3 separate regions of the Triticum aestivum genome follow, and regions 2 and 3 are each linked to region 1. A link is a contact called in public Hi-C data. All regions are on one chromosome and are shown on one strand. Each heading gives the region's core, a stretch centred on a gene start, on an enhancer-like site or on the middle of the called end of the contact. The rest is flanking DNA. Distances are from core to core; before and after follow the strand shown.

The links. A called contact is a pair of places that touch in the nucleus more often than the background predicts.
Region 2: a Hi-C map of leaf shows a contact between it and region 1, with 4 times the contacts expected there. The contact joins the promoter of LOC123052574 here to the promoter of LOC123052575 in region 1. A contact is called at or near these places in 3 of 5 Hi-C or Micro-C datasets (all in leaf).
Region 3: a Hi-C map of leaf shows a contact between it and region 1, with 3 times the contacts expected there. The contact joins the enhancer-like site here to the promoter of LOC123052575 in region 1. A contact is called at or near these places in 2 of 5 Hi-C or Micro-C datasets (both in leaf).

Annotation. Positions count from the first base shown.
Region 1 is chr2D:206,283,603-206,286,376 of IWGSC CS RefSeq v2.1, reverse strand. It overlaps LOC123052575 (mitotic checkpoint serine/threonine-protein kinase BUB1), which reads left to right and starts at 1,342. Exons shown (of 14, transcript XM_044475821.1): 1 at 1,342-1,613; 2 at 2,247-2,406; 3 at 2,502-2,659; 4 at 2,754-2,774. The coding sequence starts at 1,492. LOC123052577 (SH3 domain-containing protein 3) reads right to left here and starts at 1,221. Exons shown (of 10, transcript XM_044475823.1): 1 at 1,030-1,221. The coding sequence starts at 1,089.
Region 2 is chr2D:205,607,162-205,609,935 of IWGSC CS RefSeq v2.1, reverse strand. It overlaps LOC123052574 (dof zinc finger protein DOF5.8), which reads left to right and starts at 1,381. Exons shown (of 1, transcript XM_044475820.1): 1 at 1,381-2,774. The coding sequence starts at 1,721.
Region 3 is chr2D:205,675,396-205,678,169 of IWGSC CS RefSeq v2.1, reverse strand. No RefSeq gene overlaps it. Among protein-coding and RNA genes, the nearest start is that of LOC123052574, 68 kb to the right of the region's middle. Within about 2 kb of position 1,374, at least 4 of the 8 cell types and tissues checked have an H3K27ac peak or open chromatin away from gene starts, as enhancers often do. A contact at or near this core is called in leaf, where this site is marked.

The sequences.
Region 1 (2,774 bases), core at 93-2,592:
AAAAGAAGTAATGACACGTGCTCACATCGTGGAATGTCATTGCAGAAATGGAGTTTAGGAGCATGTTTAGACCACAAAAACAAATTTTGAATGCTAATATGGTTATGCTACAAAAGTGATCTCAAATTTAGCCCTTTTTTCATACAGAAATTAGTAGCAATGCGTAGCTTTACGCTTCTTATAGATAATTAATAACGGGGTTTACATGGAAACTCCACGCATGTCAAGAGCAATATAAAAGAAAAACTTAGTAGTAATTCGCATATATAATGGAATGCTGGAATAAGAACATTTGCATTGATGGCATGGTAGACACTAGAATAACTAACCTAGGAGTGCATGAAAAAGGAACAGACCACTGAATTGGCCCCTTTCCTAAAAAGGGCTACACAAATTTAGTTAGAGGATTCTGCACATACATTTATGGAATATGCATATACATTGCCCATCTCTAGCGCAATGGTCAATGGGGTTTCACAAAGTACACATATGCTCTGATAAATAGAACCTAAATTGTAATTTTTGCCTTTCTGTACTTCCATTAAAAATAAAAACTTTTCCTGAAGCAAGTAATAAAGAACTTCCTCTTCCATTAAACTGTAGTACGAATCCATTTATTTCCATATATACCAATCCTGACACTGTTGTAAACATGAGCAAAGAACGGTGTTACAAGCAAATACGGAGTATTACATAAGCTAAATAAGAGCAGGCAAACAAGCTCCCCCTAGCACAAAAGACCAGCAGCGTAGCTTCACACTAGGGTGTGAACAGTGCAGTCCAAATCGGTCGCAGTTTAGGATAAGATTAAACAGTCTGTAGTCTAAATCAGTAGCAGTTCAACAGTCTGTAGCCTAAGTCAATAGCGTAGCAATTTCGATAGCAGATCCGAGGTTCGCAGGCGATCTCGCTCATTCATTGGCGGCCTCCACACGCACAACGCATCAAATCATGCCAAGGCGAAATCTCGCCCCTCGACCAACGACTATGCCGCGAGGAAGAAATCATGAGATCTCGGATGGTGCTCACCTGCTGCTGCTTGGCGACCTGCTCCTTGAACTTGTTCGCCTGCTTCCTGAACGCCTCCATCTCTGCTCTGCTCGCCTGCTCCCCGGCTCCTCCTCCTCGTCCTCTCTCTCTCTCTCTCTCTCTCTCTCGCTGAGATGCGCACGCTCAAGCACACCGGTGGGCGGTGGTCCCTACACGCTGAAAGAAAGGAACAGCGCTGCGACGAAATCACGGCCGTTCATCAAAGGCTGCAAGAACGGGCTCGGCCCACGTCTGCCCATTTCGGCCCAGCAGCGAGCCCCGCGTGCGTTCAGTTCAGTTGTGCGCTCTCAAAAAAAAAGTTGTGCGCTCTCAATTCCCTCGAATCAAAGAAAAAAAAAAGTTGTGCGCTCTCAGAATTCAAACAAAATCTTCCCCATTCTCCTTCTTCCGCCGCTACGCTGTGTCGCTCTCCCCATTCCCCATTCAGTTCCGCCGCCGGGGATGGTTCTGATCGAGCGCACGCCGTGCGCGGGGGCGGCCCCCTTCAGTCCGCTCCAGAGATCCACTCCTAGGGCTTCGCGGGAGGCGTCGCCGCCGTCCGACCCCATCCTCCCCTACCTCAGGTAGCGCCCTCGAGATCTACCTCTCTACCTGCTTACATCTTCGCGCGATTTCACCTCAGCTGTGTGCGTGCGTGTATCCGAGGTTTCGCCTCGGTTTGCGCATGGAGACGCGCTTCCGTTGCGCCACCTAACTGCTCAGGTGCTTTTTTCTTTCTTATCTTATATACGTGGAAAAGAAAGGATGAACCTCCCGGCTTATGCATTGCTTAGGTGCATAATATGGCGGACGCATCTAATTTAGCTTGCGCCACCTCACCTTTGTGATTCTACATATATTCGCTAATCTGTAAATATGCGATTGAGTCGAGATACCTTGATTCTGGCATCAAATGTATTTGAGTGCGTAAAGGTTTAAGCATATACTAGTATGATTATCACCGCCATTCGTACTTATGAACTCATTTCTATGTGTATGAGCTATGTTTCGGAGTTCAATTTCTGGGCAATTTGAGTATATGGATTTCTTAACTTACAATTGGTATTCATGCAGCTGATGTGCATATGCTTCAGTCATAGTTCAGTATCAAATTTTGTGCATATAAATGTCATGTGTTTTATCTGGTGACGTGGACGCCTCTATGATCTACCATCTGTGTGCTATTTTCTTATCTCCGATTATGTGTTCATATTCAGGTCTATCAAGAAGGCCATTGATGAGATCAGGGCACACCCAGAATGTTATCACGCAGCACTTGAACAGCTCAAGATTTATGTCACAGAATGCATTGATAAGTATGGGGACGATTATCAGTACTCCACTGACCCCCGGCTCCTGAAGATCTGGATCCTCTATGTAACTTAATTGCTTTTAAAATGCCAATGCTGATGTTATCTTTCTGCTTTTTTTTTATCCTCATTCCTTAATTTCCTGAGATTTTGCTATTTTAGGGGGATGCAGTTTCTGATTTTGACAAGGTGTATGCACATTTGGAGGAGAAGAGAATGTTCTTAGAGGATGCACTGCTCTATGAATCATATGCACTGTTTCTGTGTGCTCAGGGGAGAGCGCTCGAGGCTGATAAGGTCTATGGGATTGGTATTTCCAGGTTAGAGTCGATAGTATTTTTCCTTCGTGTTCAGCTACAAAATGATGGTTATCGTGTTGATGTGATGGCAAATTATAGTCTGTGGTTTAACCAGAAAAGCCGAGCCCCTTGATCA
Region 2 (2,774 bases), core at 132-2,631, 680 kb after region 1:
ACCCTAAGCCCTAAAACCAGAACCCTAAGATCATATGTAACTTCGTAAACTTGGTAAAACTTAATGTTACGACTTACGACTATCAAATTTCAATATTTGAAACTTGGATTTTTTTTTAAGTTGTCAAACAAATTCAAGACTGGTCTTGTTTGAAAGTTTTTGTCGCGATGAAAACAAATATGTAAACAAAACTTAATTTTAGACTTTACGTTCAAACTATAAAGTAGATTAAAATTAAAAGGTGAACTGAAAAAAAAGGCATGGCAGATGGAATGGATGGCGTATGCAACTCTTGCAAAAGCTGCGAAGAGTATGCATGGATAGACCCCGTTGTACAGTAATCAAAGCCTTAAGATTAATCAAGTTTACAAATTTAAAGCAATCGAACAGCCGGGCACGACTGGGTAGGTACGTGCCCCGCACTTGCATGTCCCTGCGATTTTCGATTGAATAGGGTGCATCCTATGTCTAAAGTTCAAATCCGTGCGGGATTTTGTGCTTTATTTTGGGCAATATGGAATTGTCGCGTGGTAATGCTTTTGGCATGACGAACGCTATCCATTTTTGCTCGTCATCTACATAGCAACTTACTGGATCCTATCTCTGGCGGGAGAGGGGTTGGGCTTCCACGGTCTGTAGGCGAAACCTATGAGAGATAGTCGCTAGGAATCTGTTCAACAGATTTGGAGGGCGGCCTAATAATAGGATATGTGACGCATGAGGCTTCATATTTCTTGTTTATGGGCGGTTGTAATATAACCCGCCTAGTCTTTGCCCTCTTGGACTTTTGTTTTTCTATTTAGACATTATATATAGTGTAAATTTTGCAATAATTAATTAAGGATCATGTGCATTGATCAATGCAAATGCCTGTGCTTTCAGCCCTATTTCGAAAAGATGAAAGAAGTCCGCCCAAAAACTAGGCAAAGTGCAGCACATATACAAATAGACAGTGCCCCAGTCAATTCAAAGGCAATAGCATCAATCAGAATGACAACAACAACAACTCCCACACATAGCCTATACACCATACTCATACACGTACACATACAATACCCACCCCACTTACACACTAAAACGGCTTTTACAATACAAAGCTCAGATGTGTTCAAAAAGTAAAAAACTCAGATATGGCACCACATGCAATAATACATAACACACGCAAATTCAGCAACGCAAACATCATCAGTATTTTTTCCCTTTCGAAACCTAACCATCTTCTAATATATTTTGTTGGAAACTTAAAAAATTAATTAATTAACCATGGATCTGATCTAGTAAGACTGTAGTATGTGCGCGGGAGCTAGCAGGTAGCATGCAGACGCGGCGCTCGTGGCCCGCGCTGGGCTGCTATATAAGCTGAGGTAGGCTGCGTGCGACCGCTTCCCTCTCTAGCTACTAATCTTGCCTTGTCGTCGCTGTTCGCGGAGCTGCAAGGAAGGAAGGAAGGAAGGAAGGAAGTGTGGTAGTATCACCATCAGCTCGCAATAATACCTGCACGCCCATTTTGTTGTGTAGCCCTTGTCAGCGAACCTCGCAGCTGAAAACCCCACCCACCCCGGCCCCCTCCCCCTCTCCTCCCCATCCCATTCCATTCCCACCTCCGTCCGTCGATCGATCAGTCTTTCCTGCGTGCGTGCTTCGTCTCTAGCAGCCGCCTTTGCGCGTCTTGATCTGTAGACGTACGTACGGGGGTGCGGGCGGAGGAGGAGATCAATTCATGGCTGGCGCGGGCGGGGGGACTGCTGCGGCTGCGGTGGTGCAGCCAGCCGCCGCTGCTGGCGCGGGGAGGAGCAGCTCTTCGTCGGCCGGAGCCGGTGGCGGTGGCGCTGGGGGCGGTCCCGTGGCGGACCCGCGGGCGGAGGCGCTGCGTTGCCCACGCTGCGACTCGGCCAACACCAAGTTCTGCTACTACAACAACTACTCGCTGTCGCAGCCGCGCCACTTCTGCAAGGCCTGCAAGCGCTACTGGACGCGCGGGGGCACGCTCCGCAACGTCCCCGTCGGCGGAGGCTGCCGCAAGAACAAGCGCTCCAGGAGCAGCAACGGATCAGGGGGAAGGCCGGGCTCCTGCGCTGTCGTCGCCTCCTCCAACGCCGCTGCCGGCGGCATCGCGTCGTCTACCTCCATGTCGCTCCCGCCGCCGGGCTCCCTCTCCTCGGCGCTGGGCCTCCACGGCCACGGGAGCAGCTCCCTGGCCTCGCTGCTGCTCGGGAGCGGCGCCTCGGGCGGCGACCACCTCGGCCTCTTCCACGCCATGCAGTCGGTCGTCTCGGACGCCACCGCCTACGAGATGCACCAGCAGCACCAGACCCAGGTGGATCAGCTGCTGGGGCTCGGCTACGGCGCCGGCGACGCCAACGGCTCGCAGATCCACATCAAGCCCTGGCAGCAGCACCTTCAAGACGGAGCTGGCGGTCTCTTTGACGGCTTCTACGCGCCGCTGCTGTCCGGCTCCATCGTGCCGGGACTGGAGGAGCTGCATGTGAAGGCCGAGGCCACCGCCGGCGAGCACCACCACCATCACCAGAAGAAGGCGACCGATGGGGATCAGCAGAGCTGGGATCAACATCCAACGTCGTCGTCGTCTAACGTCGAGGCTAACATCATGGCCTCGGACGCGCTCATGGCCGCCGCCGCCGCGGCGTCCATGAACCCAGCGGTCAGCAACGCTGCCACGGCGCCGACGTCCTCCCCTCTCATGTACTGGGGCAACGGGAACATCGGCGGCTCGCCTGCAACGTGGCCAGATATGGCCAACTGCGGATCCTCCA
Region 3 (2,774 bases), core at 125-2,624, 610 kb after region 1:
TCCTAACTACTACCTCTCTCTTAGTTTACAGGGCGTGCGCGTATCCCTAGGTCGTCAATTTGACCAACCTAATACAAGTCATATATATTACAAAAAATATACCAACATAAACTTCGGAGTTTCTACTTTCAAAAGATATAATTTTGTGTTATATAGTTTATATTAGGATGATAAAATTGGTAACCTAGATATACGCGTAGGACTTGTAAACTGAAACGGAGGGAGTACCTACTCAAAACTAGTGTAGGCAGTGTAAAGGTACATTGTAAATCAGGTCGGGGTGCGCTCGCCCACTGCATGCGTACTCGAAACTGTTGTGCCGTAAGAACAGTGGCCAGACGTAGTACTATTACACGTAGCAGTTGGGAATAGGGTGCATGCATGGTGCACATATACATATACACTCTTCGTTCCTAAATATAAGACTTTGGAGAGATTCTACTATGAACCACATACGGATGTAGTCCACAGTAAAGTCTATCCGAAGACTTATATTTAGAAACGGAGGGAGTACATACATAAGCATAAGCACAAGCACGTGATACCACGTAACGGCACCATAGGTTAGGTATAGGTAGTCACATGGCGACAAGTATTGGTGTCACGCGATGCTAATTGATATAGACAAGTGACTAATCAAGCGGATTAATAATAACTAGCTAGCCTGTGTACGTAGCTATCGATGGTGTCGTGGCTGGCATGTGTGGCTATGGTCTATGGCCGATGAGATACTAGTATGATCGATGATGGAGCGTGAGAGCATGTGTATGTGTGTCGCCGCCCGAATATTTTGAATGGAGATGGAATACTATTTGGAATGGAATGGAAAGGGATGGAAGCAAAGAATGGATGGATGTGGACAGAGTATATATAGTAGAATAGTCGGATCTGTAGCAAGTTGGAGAGACTGAGATCATTGTCGTCGCGCTGTCCATCTGAGAATATATTTTGCTTTGTCGTTTCCACTGGCGGGCCCGGCCAACGAACCAAGTTTCGTCCATCCGTCCATTCGTACGTACGTACGTGTCCCACGTAGATACGCCTTTGGCGTAGTATTTAAAGGGGCAGAGCCCAAGCAAGTTCCGTCTCTCTTTCTTTCTCCTTGCCAGGGAGAGTGAGAGAGAGGGAAATGGAAATGAAATCGAATTCTACAGGCGCGGCGCGGCGCGGCCCGGGCAAGTGCGCGCTGCGTGGGAAACGGACGCGCGCTAGTGGAGGTGGGTGGCGCGTGGAGACCACTCAAAAGCATCTCCACGCGGGTTTTGACCGACAACCCCAGTCCAGTCCACCATGCGTCTCCTCTCCGCTCCATCCTTGGCCGGACCTCCGCCCGTTGCCATCTCCGGAATTTCCTCGTCTCCGACCCGGCCCCCCGATGGAGTCGCGTCCCGCTCCACCACGGATCCGTTCCTTCCGAGCAAAGAGACACGCACGACACGAGCCAGTATATACATGCCCCGTCATGTCTCCATCTGCCGTGCCGTGCCGTACTCGATGCCTCCAGTAATAATAATATAATAACACATGGACTGTCTTATGACCAATCAATCCGGCCACGTAGGTACGCCGCGGCAGAATGAAACTACGCACGCACAAATGCACAATTACCGGGGGAGTACATTCGTGGGAAAACTTTTGGGCACACCAGAGCAGCGCAGAGCCGCGCGTGCTGGCTAGCAGTGGAGCTACAGCGTCGTAGCTAGGCCGGCCGGCCGGCTGGCTGGTCCACTCATCGCCAATGTGCGGTCGGTTGGTCGCGCGCTGCCTGCCCTGTCACCAGTAACCAGGATTGTGTGCCACGCGCGCATGCATCACCGTACGTACGCGCGTCACTGTGCTTGTGTATGTGACTCATTCACGTCCTTGAATGTGGATCGGCCGGAGCACGTACGTTCGTGCCAGTTAGTAGCAAGTTTTTTTTTTGCGAGAGAGTAGCAAGATATTTAGCACCTCAAAAACAATTTTGCCTTCATTGTCCACTCAAATGTATTGTAAATTTTTTTTGAACCGAAGACTGTCGGCGTACGATAATCTATGGGACCAGTAAGAGCAACTCCAACGCGCCGATCCATTTCGCCCGCGCGTGTCCGTTTGGGTCACCGCGGACAAAAAAACCGGTCCAACGCGCCGAACCAAACGATCGCGCGTCAGCTTTTCGTCCGCCTGTCGACCCATTTTCGACACAATTTTGAGTCTGATTTGCGTCGGCGCCGACACAAAGTGGACGCACACGATGCACGCCTACTCCTCCGCCTGGCCCGCTTGTCGGTGGCACATTGGCCTTCCTCTTCCATCCCTATTGACAGCAAGCCCTCGCCTGCCCCGCCACGTCGTCGCCGCCCCACAGTTCCGGTGCCTCTGCCAGCAGTCCGTGCCTCCACACCTTCCCCCACATCGCCACCTCCCACGTCACCACCACCACCGCAGCTTCCCACCCCCACTCCGACGTCGCCCGAGAGCACGAAACCGCTCCTGCGGCCCCGGCCAGCTCCTTCGTCGATGCGCAGCTGGCCTGACGCCGCCACACTCGTCGAACGGCGCCACACTCGTCGGACGCCGCCAGGCCAGCCACCTGGTCCGGGGGAGGCGCGCTTCTCTTCGCCGGCAAGCTTCTTCGTTGACGCCCGCAAGATGTTCAACAGTTTGCCTCAAGGTACAAATGGACTCCGCCGACGAGTTCTTTTTCCACAATTTTTGTGCGACTCCGACGATTCCTCATCCGATGATGAGGAGATGGAGGCTGCTGTGTTGGTCCATGAGCACCTTAATAGACA